Linked DNA regions of Oryctolagus cuniculus: region 2 is linked to region 1. The links are chromatin contacts, called in public Micro-C maps. All regions are on one chromosome and are shown on one strand. Each heading gives the region's core, a stretch centred on a gene start, on an enhancer-like site or on the middle of the called end of the contact. The rest is flanking DNA. Distances are from core to core; before and after follow the strand shown. Region 1 has its middle 70 kb from the start of PKD2L1. Region 2 has its middle 23 kb from the start of PKD2L1.

Region 1 (7,163 bases), core at 1,202-3,701:
CCAGAGCCTAAGATGGTATCTGGGGCATAGATGGCACCACAGATAAGATGGTACCATTTTACTAACACCCAGTACTTGGACCATCTTCTGCTGACTTTCCAGGTGCATTAGCAGGGAGCTGGATCTGAAGTAGAGCAGCTGGGACCTGAACCAGCAACCATATAGGATGCCAGCACTACAGGCAGAGACTTAACTTTCTATGCCACAGCACTGGCTCCTCCATAACTTCTTTTTTTTTTTTTAGGATTTATTTATTTATTTATTTATTTGAAAAAGTTACACAGAGAGAGGAGAGGCAGAGAGAGAGAGAGAGAGAGAGAGAGAGAGAGAGAGGTCTTCCATCCACTGGTTCACTCCCCAGTTGGCCACAACGGCTGGAACTGCACCAATCTGAAGCCAAGAAGCCAGGAGCTTCCTCCAGGTCTTCCCACCCGGTGCAGGAGCCCAAGGACTTGGGCTGTCTTCTGCTTTCCCAGGATATAGCAGAGAGTCAGATTGGAAGTGGAGCAGCTAGAACTTGAACTGGTGCCCATAAGGGCTGCCGGCACTGCAGGCAGTGGCTTTACCCACTTTGTCACAGTGCTGACCACCCCTCTCCATAACTTCTTGAGTCTTGAATTTTCTCCTCAGCTGAACTCTGAAACGCCTTGGATCCCATTTCTGTGCCTCTTTCAAACACCAAATCCATATTTACAACTACCCACTGAGCGTATTTCCATATCGATGTACTTCTTCTGACTCAAATTTGGCATGAAAGAAGCTGAACTCCACCCCCTTTCCAGAATCTGCTTCTCTTTTTCCTACTATTTCAGCAGTGCACGTGCTACCATCTCTGTCATTCAAGCTACAAACCTCAACATCACCTTTTCCTCCTGTCCTCCTGCATCTCACAGATCCAGTCATTAAGTAGTATTGATTCCTCTCCAAAAAACTCCTGAGCTTGTGCCCTTCCTTTCCATTCCCATCATACTCTCCTAAGTTGAGACCCCAGGAGCCCTCACCTGGGTTTAGCAGTACCTGAGAATTGGTGCACCGGCCCTCATCTGGTCTGCTGCCCTGCCCTGTGCCCATCAGAGCCACCTTTCTGAAACCATTAAAAGTCTGGTGACTCCTTATCACCTGCAGAAGCTGGGCTGCACCCTCCATGCAGGCCCAAAGCCGCCTTGCCACATTCCCTGCCTCCCCACCTCACACACTTCCTGCTCCAGCTCTGCAGCCAGGCAGATCCTGAACACTCTGGGATTTCTGTGCCTTCATTCCCCCTCTCCTTAGGGCAGGCGTTTGTCACAGTCTGCAGCCCTTAAGACTCCTTTGGGGATGCGTGCATTCCACATCAGAGTCATGGGTTGGAGTCCCAGCTCCTCCAATTCAGACCCAGCTTCCTGCTAACCTACAGCCTTGGAGGCAGTGGATGACAGCTGGAGTTGCTGAGTCCCTCCTGCCATCCACGTGGGAGGCCACAGGAGACTGGGATTGGGTTCCAGCCTCCTGGCCTTCTCCTGGCCAGCCCTGGCTGTTGCTGGTATTTGCGGGGATGGGAGGGAGCAGCGAATGGAAGATGTCTCCATCTCCCTCTTTCTCTCTCACTGCCTTTCAAATTACACTAAGGTGACTTCTGCTCTCCGCATGCCCACCCGCTGTTTGTTCCGCTGACTCTCGGCCCCTCTCCCTGCTCCCCAGTGGCTGTTTGCAGTGAGCTCCGCCTGGGGCCTGTCCTGGTCAGCCAGGGCCACAGGGCCTCCAAGGCCGCTGTGGACCAGAGGTGCAGGGAAGGGAACCGCAGGGGGAGGCCGGGCAGAGAGCGAGGCCACAGCCCTGTCTGCGCTGCCCCGCAGAGAAGCGGGGGGGGGGGGGGAGCCCACTACAGGGAAGGAACCTGCTCTCCACTGCGATGCACGTGAAACTCCGACCCACTACTAGTGCGCCCGCACTTCCCCATTCCCGGGGAGGGCAGACTGAGGGCTGGGAGAGGAGCGCCTGAGGCAGACGCCCTGAAAGGAAAAATGCCACCAGGCCCTGGTGCTTCACAGGAGCGGGAGGCTGGAACGATCGCGCCTCCTGGTTGGAGCAGACGGAATCAGACAAGCTTGGCGGCTGCTGATTGGCTCCGCCGGGTCAGGCGCTGTTGGCTGGCTTGTGTGTCAGTAGCTTGCAGGACCTGGGTCTGTGACCGACAGTAACCCCGGTGGGAGGGGCGGGGCGCGCGCCTGTCCTCAAGGCTCCTGCTGGCCGCCAGCCAGGCTCAGGCAGGCCCGCCCTCAGCAGAGGGGGCTGGGCGAGAGCCAGGCAGGCGGTGGCTTGGGGATGTTCAGTGGGCTGAGTGCTGCGTGCCCACCCGCCTGGCTGCCGCTGGCCCATGGCTTCCACGCAGAGCCGCTGGCTTTGTGCACTGGGCCTTGCGTGTTTGGGAGAGTTTGGTGTGGATCTGTGTGTGGACAGAGGTGTTGGAGGTGGCTGGGGCATGGTGTTATAGCCACGTGGGTGGCTGTTGTGGCTGTGCCCAAGTGACCACAGGGAGGGGGTTCATGGCCTGGCCTGCCCCGGCTCCCTAGGCCCTATGGTGAAAAAGGCGAGAGTGGACGCTTTGGCCCTGGGAGAACCTTTCTGGCAGAGGTGCCATGTGGCCACCCTCTACCCCAGGGAGAAGGGCAGTCTGGGGACGGGCTTCCTTGGGGGTAGGGAGGAGAAAGGGACAGATGTGTCCACATGAAGGAGCAGAGGTGACCTGGTGCGTTGCTGGTGTGGTGCCAGTGGGGTCAGCCCCTTTGGAGACATTAAACACAGAATAACCGTGTGTCCCAGCCCTCCACGCCTAGGTAGATACCCGAGTGAGTTGCAGACAGGTGTCCATAGCAGCACTGTTCACAGTAGCAAAAAGGTGGTGACAGCTCACACGGTCATCAGTGGATGAACTTGTAAACCACCATCCATTTTACCAGCATACACTGGGGTAGCAGGAGGCAATGAAAGACATGCAGACCAATCCTTACCATGGATGACCATCAATCACGTTATTTTAAGGAAGGAGCCCACCATACGATGTCACATTCCATTGCTATGAAATATCCAGAACTGATAACTTCTTAGATACAGAGAGCAAATTAGTGTTTGCCAGGGATTGGGATGCAGTGGGGGTGGGGGTGGGGGTGGGGGTGGGAAGAAGATAAGGAGTCACTGTTGGATAGACAGGGTTTTCTTTGGGATGGTGAAAAGGTTTTGAAAGTAGAGGTGATGGTTGCACAATGTAGTGAATGTGCTAAATACCACAAAACTATACACTTTAACATGGTTAGTTTTGGGGGCTGGCGCTGTAGCGTAGCATGTTAACGCCCTGGCTTGAAGTGCCGGCATCCCATATGGGCGCCGGTTTGAGAACCAGCTGCTGCACTTCCGATCCAGCTCTCTACTGTGGCCTGGGAAAGCAGTAGAAGATGGCCCAAGAAGGTCCTGCACCCTCATGGGAGACCCAGAGGAAGATTCTGGTTCCTGGCTTTGGATTGGCACAGCTCCAGCCATTGTGGCCAGTTGAGTGAATCAGTGGATGGAAGATCTCTCTCTCTCTCTCTCTCTCTCTCTCTGTAACTCTTAAGTTTCAAATAAAAAAATACATCTTTAAAAAAGGTTTTAAAAAAGGTTAGTTTTATATTATGTAAATTCCACTACAGTTAAAATGTGTGTGCGTGTGTATATATATCTGAAAGAAACAATAAGCAAAAGAAACAAAGAAACAAATAAACCTCTTGTGTCCAGAATTCTCTAAGGAATGAGAAAACAGCCATGAATCATTCTGGGCCCTCTGTGGCCTTCATGTTCGCTTTCCTCTGCTTATTTCCTCTCTTTGTTCACCAAGGTTTTTAAAGCTACTCACTGCTCCCTAATGGGAAATGGCTCAAGGGAGAGGCCCTTTTGACTGCATTGAGGAGGTCCTGGCCTGGGCAGAGAACCCTGTGAGTCAGCAGAGCCCACACTGAGCCCTTGTGAGCCCTCTGTGGCCTGGGTGTGGCAGATTGGGCAGGACTCCGTGGGAGAGGGGCTGACTTGGGTCCCCAAAGGGGGAAGCTCATGCTTCTAGCAACCACACTGTGGAATTTCAGCCTTTTTTGAGCCTGGGATTAGAGACTATAGCATTTGCCCCGAAGTCTATTTACAACAGTCAGCGTTTTTCTTGTAGCATAGAGTTAACTATAGGTCACAGAATAGGACTCCCACTCCCTGTGACATTTCACAGATTCACGCAGTCAGAATTTAAAACAAGATGTGTGATCTTCCCAGCTCTTTGACTATTTAGGCTCAGGGAGTCATTTTTGAAAGAGGAGGCTGCCCTTGCAGAGTGCAAGACCATGCAGGAGGGTGGAGAATGCTGGGAAAGAAAGAGGAAAGGTCAGGCAAGTTGCTGTGATTTGAAAGGACTGCTTAACACTCCGGCATGGTGGCTGGTGCTGTGATGCAGCAGGTTAAAGCCCTAGCTTGCAATGCTAGCATCCCATATGGGTGCCTGTTTGAGTACTGGCTGCTCCGCTTCTGATCCAGCTCCCTGCTAATGGGCCTGGGAGAGCAGCAAGGGATGGCCCAAGTCCTTGGGCCCCTGCACCCACATGGGAGACCTGAAAGATGCTCCTGACTCCTGGCTTTGGATCAGCTCAGCTCTGGCTGTTTTGGCCATTTAGGGAGTGAACCAGAGGATGGAAGACCTCTCTGTCTCTCTGTCTCTACCTCTCTCTGTAACTCTTTCAACTAAATAAGAAAATAAATTTTAAAAAAATAACCTCAGGCATGGTTGAGGATGAAGGTGGGTCCCCAGGTGAAGTGAGTTGGGTCTTTCTGGCAGAGGTGGCGTCATAAATGAGTGAAGCTCCCTGCCATTGCTACCCAAGGAGGGGCCATGCCAGGCTTTGCCTCTGAGTGTTAGTGACTACCACCGTTCCTATACTTGGATGTGTGAGAGATGTAGGCTTCACTAGTTTGTCATCTGCTCCACGCCCAGGAAAGCCAGGTGTTAGGATTACGGTTCTGGAGCCAGATCAGAGCACCGGGCTCACTCCCTCACAGATTTCTCCTTGAAGAAATTCAGGTACCTCAGAGGTAAAATGAGTCACAAATAGCACCTGCTTCTGATGTGGTGAGATGGCACACCATCCATCACTTGACACAGTGCCTAGTTATGGTAACTGTTATTGTTGGACCAGTGAACCATGGTACTCACAAGTCTGGTAGACTCAGGACATGGATTTCCTGCTCAAGAGGAAGTAAAACATGTGTTTATGCAATGCTCTAAACCCCTTTAACTAATGTAGAGTGTATCACTTGGATTTTTTCAAGTGGTGGTATAGCAAGGTTGTCATCATGGACACTCCAGTTTGCAGCAGTTGCCTTTTCTTATGTGTCTATTCTTAGTCTCCTTGATGTTTGAGTCTAGAGATCACAGCACTATATATTTAAGACAATGGAGTGCTTCTTTAATCAAATAAGTTAAATTACAGTGCTTCTCTTGTGTATTTGGGTTTGAGCGTTAGCTACAAGTAATAGGAAAGCTCTTACAATACAGAGCTTTTGTTCCTCATCTAGTTTTTTCTTGAGATATATTTCATGTGGCATGAAGTGACCCTTTTAAGGTGTATGATTCAGCTGTTTTCAGTACACTCACAGGGTGGTGCTGCTATTGCCAGAATCTAACTGAACATTTTCATCACTCCATGCAAACCCATGCCCATTAGCAGTCACTCCCATTCCTCTTCCCCAGCTCTGGGCAACACCCCTCTGCTTTCTATCTCTGGATTTGCCTGTTCTGTGCAGCTCAGATAGATAGAATAATAAAGTATGTGGCCTTTTGTGTCTGATGCTCTGCTTTAGAACGGTGCTTTCTAGGCCCATTCATGTTATATTGTGTATCACTTCATCATGCTTTTATGACTCTGTATTTCCCATAATGTGAATAAACCACGTGTGTTTGTTCATCTAGTGATAAACACTTGTCTTGTTTCTGTTGATTAGTTATGTGATGTATCTATGAATATTCATGTACAATTTTTTTATGTGGACGTGTTTTCAGTTCTTGGAGGTATACACCTAGGAGTAGAATTGTTGAGTCATGTGGTGCCCATTATATATTTATCCTTTGGGGGAACTGCCCAACTATTTTCCAAAAATATCTGCATCATTGTATATTTTCCAGCGTTGTGTGAGGATTCCAATTCCTTCACATTCCAAGCATTTGTTATTAACTAATTTTTTAAAAAATATTTATTTACTTGAAAGAGTTACACAGAGAGAGAAGGAGAGGCAGAGAGAGAGAGAGAGAGAGACAGAGAGAGAGAGATCTTCAATCTGCTGGTTCACTCCCCAGATGGCCGCAATGGCCAATGGCCAGAGATATGATGATCCGAAGCCAAGAGCCAAGAGCTTCTTCTGGGTCTCCCACACAGGTGCAGGGGCCCAAGGACTTGGGCCATCTTCCACTGCTTTCCCAGGCCATAGCAGAGAGCTGGAACGGAAGTGGAACAGCCAGGTCTTGAACTGGCACCCATATGGGATGCCGGCGCTTCAGACCAGGATGTTAACCCGCTGCCCCACAGCACCAGCCCCTGGATGCCTCTTATTCTTGTTTGGTTCCTGGCAGTCATTTTTAGGGATTATCCTGGTTCTTCCAGGAAAGATGGAGAAAACAGGTTGCCATTGAGCTTTAGGAATTTTTTTTCTTTTATTTATTTTGACAGGCAGAGTGGACAGTGAGAGAGAGAGACAGAGAGAAAGGTCTTCCTTTTGCCGTTGGTTCACCCTCCAATGGCCACCGCGGCCTGCGTGCTGCGGCTGGTGCACCGCGCTGATCCAAAGGCAGGAGCCAGGTGCTTCTCCTAGTCTCCCATTGGGTACAGGGCCCAAGCACTTGGGCCATCCTCCACTGCACTCCTGGGCCATAGCAGAGGGCTGGCCTGGAAGAGGGGCAACCGGGACAGAATCCGGCGCCCTGACCGGGACTAGAACCCGGTGTGCCAGCGCCGCAAGGTGGAGGATTAGCCTATTAAGCCGTGGTGCCAGCCTCTTTTATTTTTTTAAAGATTTATTTTATTTATTTGAAGGTCAGAGTTATACACAGAGAGGAGAGGCAGAGAGAAGTTGGTCTTCCATCTGCTGGTTCACTCCCCAATTGTCCACAACAGCTGGAG
Region 2 (7,163 bases), core at 1,744-4,243, 47 kb before region 1:
TGAGAGGCAGAACCTGGTGGGCGAGGAGCGACTGGAGTTTACAAAGAGGAAAGGCTTGTGCTTACAGCAACCCCAGTATAGAATGTCAGCTTTCTGGAGCCTGGGATTAGGGACTGTGGCGCTTGCCCCAGAGTCTGTTTACAATGGTCAGCGTTTTGCCTGTAGCATACAGAGTTAACTCTAGGCCACAGAATAGAGCTCCCACTCTGAGTGACACTTCACAAAGAGTCGCACAGACAGAATTTGAACAAGACATGAGATCTTTCTAGCTCTTCATTGAGTTATAACAGTTGAGGCACAGGGAATCATTTCTAAAATAGGATGATGCTATTAAGGTTCCTGCCTGCAAGACTGACAGGAGGGTGGGGTATGATTTGGGAATTAGGAAATGTCAAGGTAGGTGTGGTTTGACAAGACAGCTTAACAGTCAGGTGTGGCTGAGGATGAAGATGGGTCACCAGGTGGAGTGAGTTGGTTCTTCCTGGCAGAGGAGGCATCTGCAGTTCATGCATGAGTTAAGCTCTTTGCCCTTGCTACTCGAGGGGTCACACCACCAGGAGTTGTCCCTGAGCATTACCGAGTGTCACTGGGCATATGCTTGGACATATGAGAGATGAGGTGGCTTAACTAGTTTGTCACCTTCTCCACACCCAGGAGAGCCAGGTGCTAGGACCACAGTTCTGGAGCCAGATCACAGAATGGCTCACTCCTCACAGCTTTCTCACTGAGGGAATTCAGGTACCTCAGCAGTAAAAGGAGGCACTAATAGCTCCTGCTCTGATCCAGTGAGATACTGCGCACATGGCGCAGTGCCTGGATGCAGTAACTCTTGTTATTATTACCATGGCACCCACAGGTCTGGTGGGCACAGGACATGGGTTTCTTGCTCAAAAGGAAGTGTGATTTGTGTTTATGCAATGCTGTAACCACTTTAATGTAGAGCATACTATTTGGGTTTTTCTGTGATGTGGTAGAGCCAGATTATCATTTTAGACTCTTTAGTTTATAGCAGTTGCCTTTTCTCATGTGGCTTATCTTGGTCCCCTGGATTTCTGAGACTAGAGACTACAACAATGTATAATTAAGAAAATGAAGTGCTTCCTTTAATCAATACCTCCTTAATATATTCAGGTTTAAGTCTCAGCTGCAACTAATAGTAAAAACATTACCATTTTTAAATTGAGGTATATTCCCTGTGCCATAGAATCACTCTTTTAAGGTGTATGATTCAGTTACCTTTAGTATATTTACAGTGTGGTACAACCTCACTAGAATTAACTTCAGTGCCTTTTCCTCACTCCCGGCAAAGCCATGTGCCTTAGTGGTCACACTCCATTCCCCTCCCTCTAACCTTTGCCAGTTACCAATCTGCCCTTTTTTTCTAGGTTTGCTTATTCTAGACATTCCATATAAATTTAATCACACAATCAATATATGGTCTTTTCTGTCTGACTGCTTTGCCTTAGAGTAACATTTTCAAGGTTCATCCATATTATAGTGTATCAGGATTTTATCCTTTTTTATTCCTGAAGAATTCTATACACACACACACACCCACACACACACACCACATGGTGCTTATTCACCTGTTGATGGACCCTGAGCTTGTTGCTACTTTTTGGCTGTTACATAACGCGGCTATAAACATTCGTGTACAAGTTGTGCATACATATATTTTTAGTTCTAGAAGTAGAATTGCTAAAGTCACATGGTACCTCTATGTTTTTAACTTTTTGAGGAATTGCAAATGTCCTTTAAAACTGTAACATTTAGTGTCCTACCAAGAATATATGAGGATTCTAATTCTTCCATATCCTTACGAACACTTATTATTAGCTATTTACAAAAATAATAGCCATTGCAGTGGGTATAAAGTGGCATCTCATTTTGGTATTTCCTTGATAGTTAATACTGTTGTTAATAATGTTATCTCTTCATGTGTTTATTGGATATTTGTCTTCTTGGGAGAAATGTCTATTCAAATATTTCATCTATTTTTAAGTTGGTTGAATTGCAAACATTCCTTTTATGTTTTGGTGTTAGTCCTTTACAGATATGTTATTTGGAACATTTTCTCCCATTATGGATGGATTCCTTTTTCACTTTCTTGATGGTGTGTATATATATATATTATTTGAAGCATGGAAGTTCTCATTTGGGAAGGCAGGAGATAATGGTCCAAATACTTAGGTCCCTGCCACACATGTGGGAGATCTGAATGGTTTCTCTGATTCCGGTTCTGGCCTGACCCAGCCCTGGCTCTTGCAAGCATTTGGGAAGTTAACCACCAGATGGAAGATCTCTCTGTGTCACTCTGCCTTTCAAATAAATATATCAATCAATCAGTAAATGAAAATCTATCCTTTTTTAAAAGGTTTATTTTATTTATTCAAAAGACAGAGGGACAGAGAGAGGTAGAGCCAGAGAAAGGTCTTCCATCTGCTGGTTCACTCCCCAGATAGCTGTAATGGCCAGAGCTGAGCTGATCCTAGCCAGGAGCTAGGAGCTTCTTCTGGATCTCCTATGTGGGTACAGGGGCTATCTTTTACTGCTTTCCCAGGCCATAGCAAAGTGCTGGATCGAAAGTGGAGCAGCCTGGATTTGAACCGGCGCCCATATGGGATGCTGGCACTGCAGGCCAGGGCTTTAACCCACTGTACCATAGTACTGGCCCAGAAAATCTATCTGTCTTAAGAGACAAAAAAGACTGGCTTTCCTAGGCAGTGCTTCTCCTGTGCCCTTCTTCCCATAGGTTCTCTGACTTGGGTCCATGGGACCATGTGACACATGAAAACCTGGCTGTCCCAGGCTGAGGTGCCAGCAGGTGTTAAGTTTGATCTAATGGCAGCAGACTCTGGTTTCCTGCTGCTCAAGATTTTAACCTAAAGTTACCCCTCAAAACAGCAGGGCAGGGCAGGTTCCTAGGTATGAGTCAACCCTTAGGTTCCACTTCTTTTTTACTTTTAAAGGCACAGCACATAGGCAGGAAGATAGGCCATAGAGGCAGGTCCCAGGAGCCTGAATCACAGCCACAAAACTCACAGACATGGTGCAATTGTATTCATTTCCCTTTTATTGTGAACCAGCACAGTGCCAGATCAGTACAACTAGCCTCAGAGTTGCCAGGAATAGAAGTTATTGCAAAATTATACTTAGGTCACAGATAACTCCTGTCCCACATAAAGAAGGGGAAATCCACCAAGCAAAGAAAATGTGTCCTGCACTGTTCTCATGGCACTGAGGATGCGTTCTCATGTCTTCTTTAATTATCCATCACTTATCCATGGATACATTCAATCTCTTATAGCATTTGGATTTTGGATTACAGCTACTGTGGGAATACCTAGGACTTGTGAATTCCCCTGCTGAAGGATACCAGATGCTTTACTAAAAAATCAGTCATGCCTCAGAAATTGCCCTTTTAATGTGAGTCAGCATTATTATGCCCATTTTAACAAAAGGAAAAGTAAGGCACATTATACTTTTTGTTAAGTTGTTGCCATTGATTTCTCAACAATGTTGCAGTGGATTCCTTTCTGAGAGGAGCAGTGTGATGGGGGCAAGAGGCGCGGAGTCACAGACCCCGGGGAGTCAGGTGAAAGCAGGCTTGAGGCGAGCAGCCCGCAGACTCGTTTATTTCAGTTGGTACAACATCTTATATGGCCAAGACCAGCCAATCTGGTCAAGGGGCGGTCTATGCCCCAACCAATCACAGCCTGTTGCCAGGCAGTTTAAAAAGCCATCCAATCACAGCCTGCTTCCAGGCAGTTTCAGATCCATCCAATCACAGCCTGTTGCCAGGCAATTTCCAAAGCCATCCAATCACAGCCTGTTGCCAGGCAGGCTCCGTTGCCAGGTGGGTTTCAAAGCCATTCCTGAGTAACTGACACTCGCTTGCCAGTGGCTGTGATTGGATGGATTTGAAACCGCCTGGCAACAGGCTGTGATTGGATGGCTTTGGAAACTGCCTGGCAACAGGCTGTGATTGGTTGGGGCTGATCACCCAACACTCAATTGAAATTTCTTAGGCTGGAACAAAAATGTAGCCTTGAAGATGTTCACTGTGTTTGTTATCCAAACACGCTCTCATTTCTTTTTTTTTAATTTTTTGCCAGGCAGAGTTGGACAGTGAGAGAGAGAGACAGAGAGAGAGTTATAGACAGTGAGAGAGAGACAGAGAGAAAGGTCTTCCTTCCGTTGGTTCACCCCCCAAATGGCCACTACGGCCGGCGCTGCGCCAATCCAAAGCCAGGAGCCAGGTGCTTCCTCTTGGTCTCCCATGCGGGTGCAGGGACCCAAGCACTTGGGCCATCCTCCGCTGCCCTCCCGGGCCACAGCAGAGAGCTGGACTGAAAGAGGAGCAACCGGGACTAGATTCCAGGGTGCCGGCGCTGCAGGCGGAGGATTAGCCAAGTGAGCCATGGCGCCAGCTTTTTTTTTTTTTTTTTTTTTAAAGATTTATTTTATTTATTTGAAAGACAGAATTACAGAGAGAAGTAGAGACACAGAGAGAGGTCTTCCATCCATTGGTTAACTCCCCAGATGACTGCAAACAGCCAGAGCTGCACCGATCTGAAGCTAGGAACCAGGAGCTTCTTCCAGATCTCCCACATCGGTGTAGGGGCCCAAGGACCTGGGCCATCTTCTACTGCTTTCCCAGGCCATAGCAGAGAGCTGGATTGGAAGAGGAACAGCCGGGACTAGAACCGGCGCCCATATGGGATGCCGGCACTTCAGGCCAGAGCGTTAACCCGCTGTGCCAAGCACCAGCCCCTAAACATGCTTTCATTTCAGGAAAGGATGTCTGAGCCAGTCTATTGAGAGATCTGCTTAATTATTAAAATAACTATTTACACTGAGGACACTGTTACATTAGTAACCTTCTTCATATTTTTAAAAGAGCCACAGAGGTTTCCTTCACATTTTGGGCAGTTGAGTTGGTAAAGATCCTGTCTCCATTTTGTAGGAAGTGGATTATGTTCAAGTTCTCTTCGCAACAGCCAACTGGAACATTATTCTGCTTTTGAAGTACTGGCTGGGCTGGCATCTGCAATGGTAGCTAGATAAATGAGATTTCTATGTGACACATGCTGGTACTGGACACACTCATTTACCTGGCCCTTATTCTGATACTCCATGATACAGCAGATGAGCTGGTCATTCTCTTCCAGGAGCTGATGGATGGTCTCTCAATTGACTTCCACACTGCCCCTCAGCCAGTCAGGTACAAAGGCCACAGACATCCTGGGGAGCCTGGGCCCAGACTCTTTAATTAAACAGGAAATCCCAACAGGACTTTTTGTAGATTCATATGAATTGGCTTCATTACGAGAGAGAAGCATAACAGAGGTAGTGATGCTTTCATAAAATTTTAATATAGATGCTCCTAACTATCTGTCGAAGGCATCCTGAAGTTCTCATTTATGTGCCAGACAAGATTCATAATATGTTGACTGTTTCCCAGCTTTTTTGCCTGTGTACCACTGCTATCATTGGCCACATAGTTGTGGGGAGCAACCCGGACTTAGACTAAGTTACTGGAATTAAGACTTATTCTATGCATCTGCTCCCCCACAATATGGCGCTGGGAGAGGAGAAAAACAGCTTCTACCCAGCTGCCTCCAGTTCAACCAATAAACTGTAGGACTTGCTACTGATTGGAGGAGAGCAGCGTACTCGGCGTGTGGGCAGCCGAGTTGGGATTGGCAGAGGAGGACTATAAAGGAGGAGAGAGACGGCATTCACCAGGAACATCTAAGGGGAACATCTAAGGGAACACCTGTGCAGCCCCCAAGAGAGCCGGCCGGTGGTGTGCCGCTCCCCTGCGGAAGTGGGGAAAGTGGCCAGGGGGAACTGCCCTTCCACGGAGGTGGAAGGGATAGTAGCCAACCCGGGAAGAACCAGCAGCAAACCCGGGGAGGGCCAAGCAGACAGAAGAACAGCGCAGGGTCCTGTGTCGTTCCTCCATGAAGAGGGGGAGCGACACATAGTAAAGATGGAGAAACCTTTATTGTGGTCAGTAACCCAGATTTGCTGATGGATTGTGACCAAGAGTTTCCAATTTTGAAATGCTGGGCTCAGTCAGAAGTGGCAGCTCTTTGTGCTGTGGAGAATGAGGATATCTGCCAATGGCACAATATGAAGTACAAATCAGGATATGAGAATGTGACTCTGCATGTTCCAGCAGGACTGACAGTTCATGCCTCTTTACTATGTTTTATGACTCTGTTAATTACAATCCTGTGTTCTGTGCTGATCCTTGTAGCTGTTTTCAAATATGGCCATTTTCCCCTCCAAGTTTTATGTAGCTAAATGCTTTCTTTAAAACTAAGACCTATTCATTTGTCACTAGAGGTGTTGTTCTAGAATCAACTCATTATTTTTTCTTTTGTTTTTGTGACTTAAATAATGTTTACTAGAGGAAATCTTAGATCATTTTCAGCTAGTCCCAAAATTTAGTGCCCTATTGTATAGAACCTTGATAAACCTCAAACATCAAGAACCAAAAAAGGAAACTTCATTTTGTTAAATTAATATTTCCATTTGTGGCTTTATCTAGAGTAAAGATAAGAAAATGAATTATTTATGTATTAGAGACAAATTAGCCTCATTTGTGAGTATAAACCTTTGAATTTAACCTAAAAATTGTAAAAATCATTATAAATAAGAACAAAACAATTTGAGTGAAAGTCAAGTTTATTTAAACACTAATTTCATGAGAATATTAAACTATCTAGAGTTTCAAAACAACTTAGTAGGGCACTAAGAAATAATAATATCAAAATGGATTATCTGTTAAAGAATCTTCATTCTTTTATTTTTTCTAAGATTTTTTTAATTTGAAATGTAGAGAGAGAGAAAGAGAAAGAGAGAGATGTCTTCCATCTGTTGGTTAACTCTCCAAATGGCTGCAACAGCTGGGGTTATGCCAGGCTGAAGCCAGAAACCAGGAGCTTTTTCCAGGTCTCCCATGTGCGTGCAAGGGCCCAAACACTTGGCCCATCTTCCACTGTTTTCCCAGGCACATTAGCAGGGAACTGGATCAGAAGTGAAATAGCCAGGACTCAAACAGGTGCCCATGTGGGATGCTGGTGGTGTAGACAGCAACTTAACCCACTATGCCACAGCACTGGCCCCATCTTTATTCTTTTAAATTTTATTTC

What was found. A called contact is a pair of places that touch in the nucleus more often than the background predicts.
Region 2: a contact with region 1 is called in a Micro-C map of ear pinna, with 16 times the contacts expected there. The contact joins two enhancer-like sites. A contact is called at or near these places in 4 of 6 Hi-C or Micro-C datasets (ear pinna, psoas muscle, skin fibroblasts and 1 more).

What each region holds. Positions count from the first base shown.
Region 1 is chr15:29,642,634-29,649,796 of mOryCun1.1, reverse strand. No RefSeq gene overlaps it. Among named protein-coding and RNA genes, the nearest start is that of PKD2L1, 70 kb to the left of the region's middle. Within about 2 kb of position 2,451, at least 4 of the 8 cell types and tissues checked have an H3K27ac peak or open chromatin away from gene starts, as enhancers often do. A contact at or near this core is called in ear pinna, where this site is marked.
Region 2 is chr15:29,690,056-29,697,218 of mOryCun1.1, reverse strand. It overlaps the pseudogene LOC100356908. Among named protein-coding and RNA genes, the nearest start is that of PKD2L1, 23 kb to the left of the region's middle. Within about 2 kb of position 2,993, at least 4 of the 8 cell types and tissues checked have an H3K27ac peak or open chromatin away from gene starts, as enhancers often do. A contact at or near this core is called in ear pinna, where this site is marked.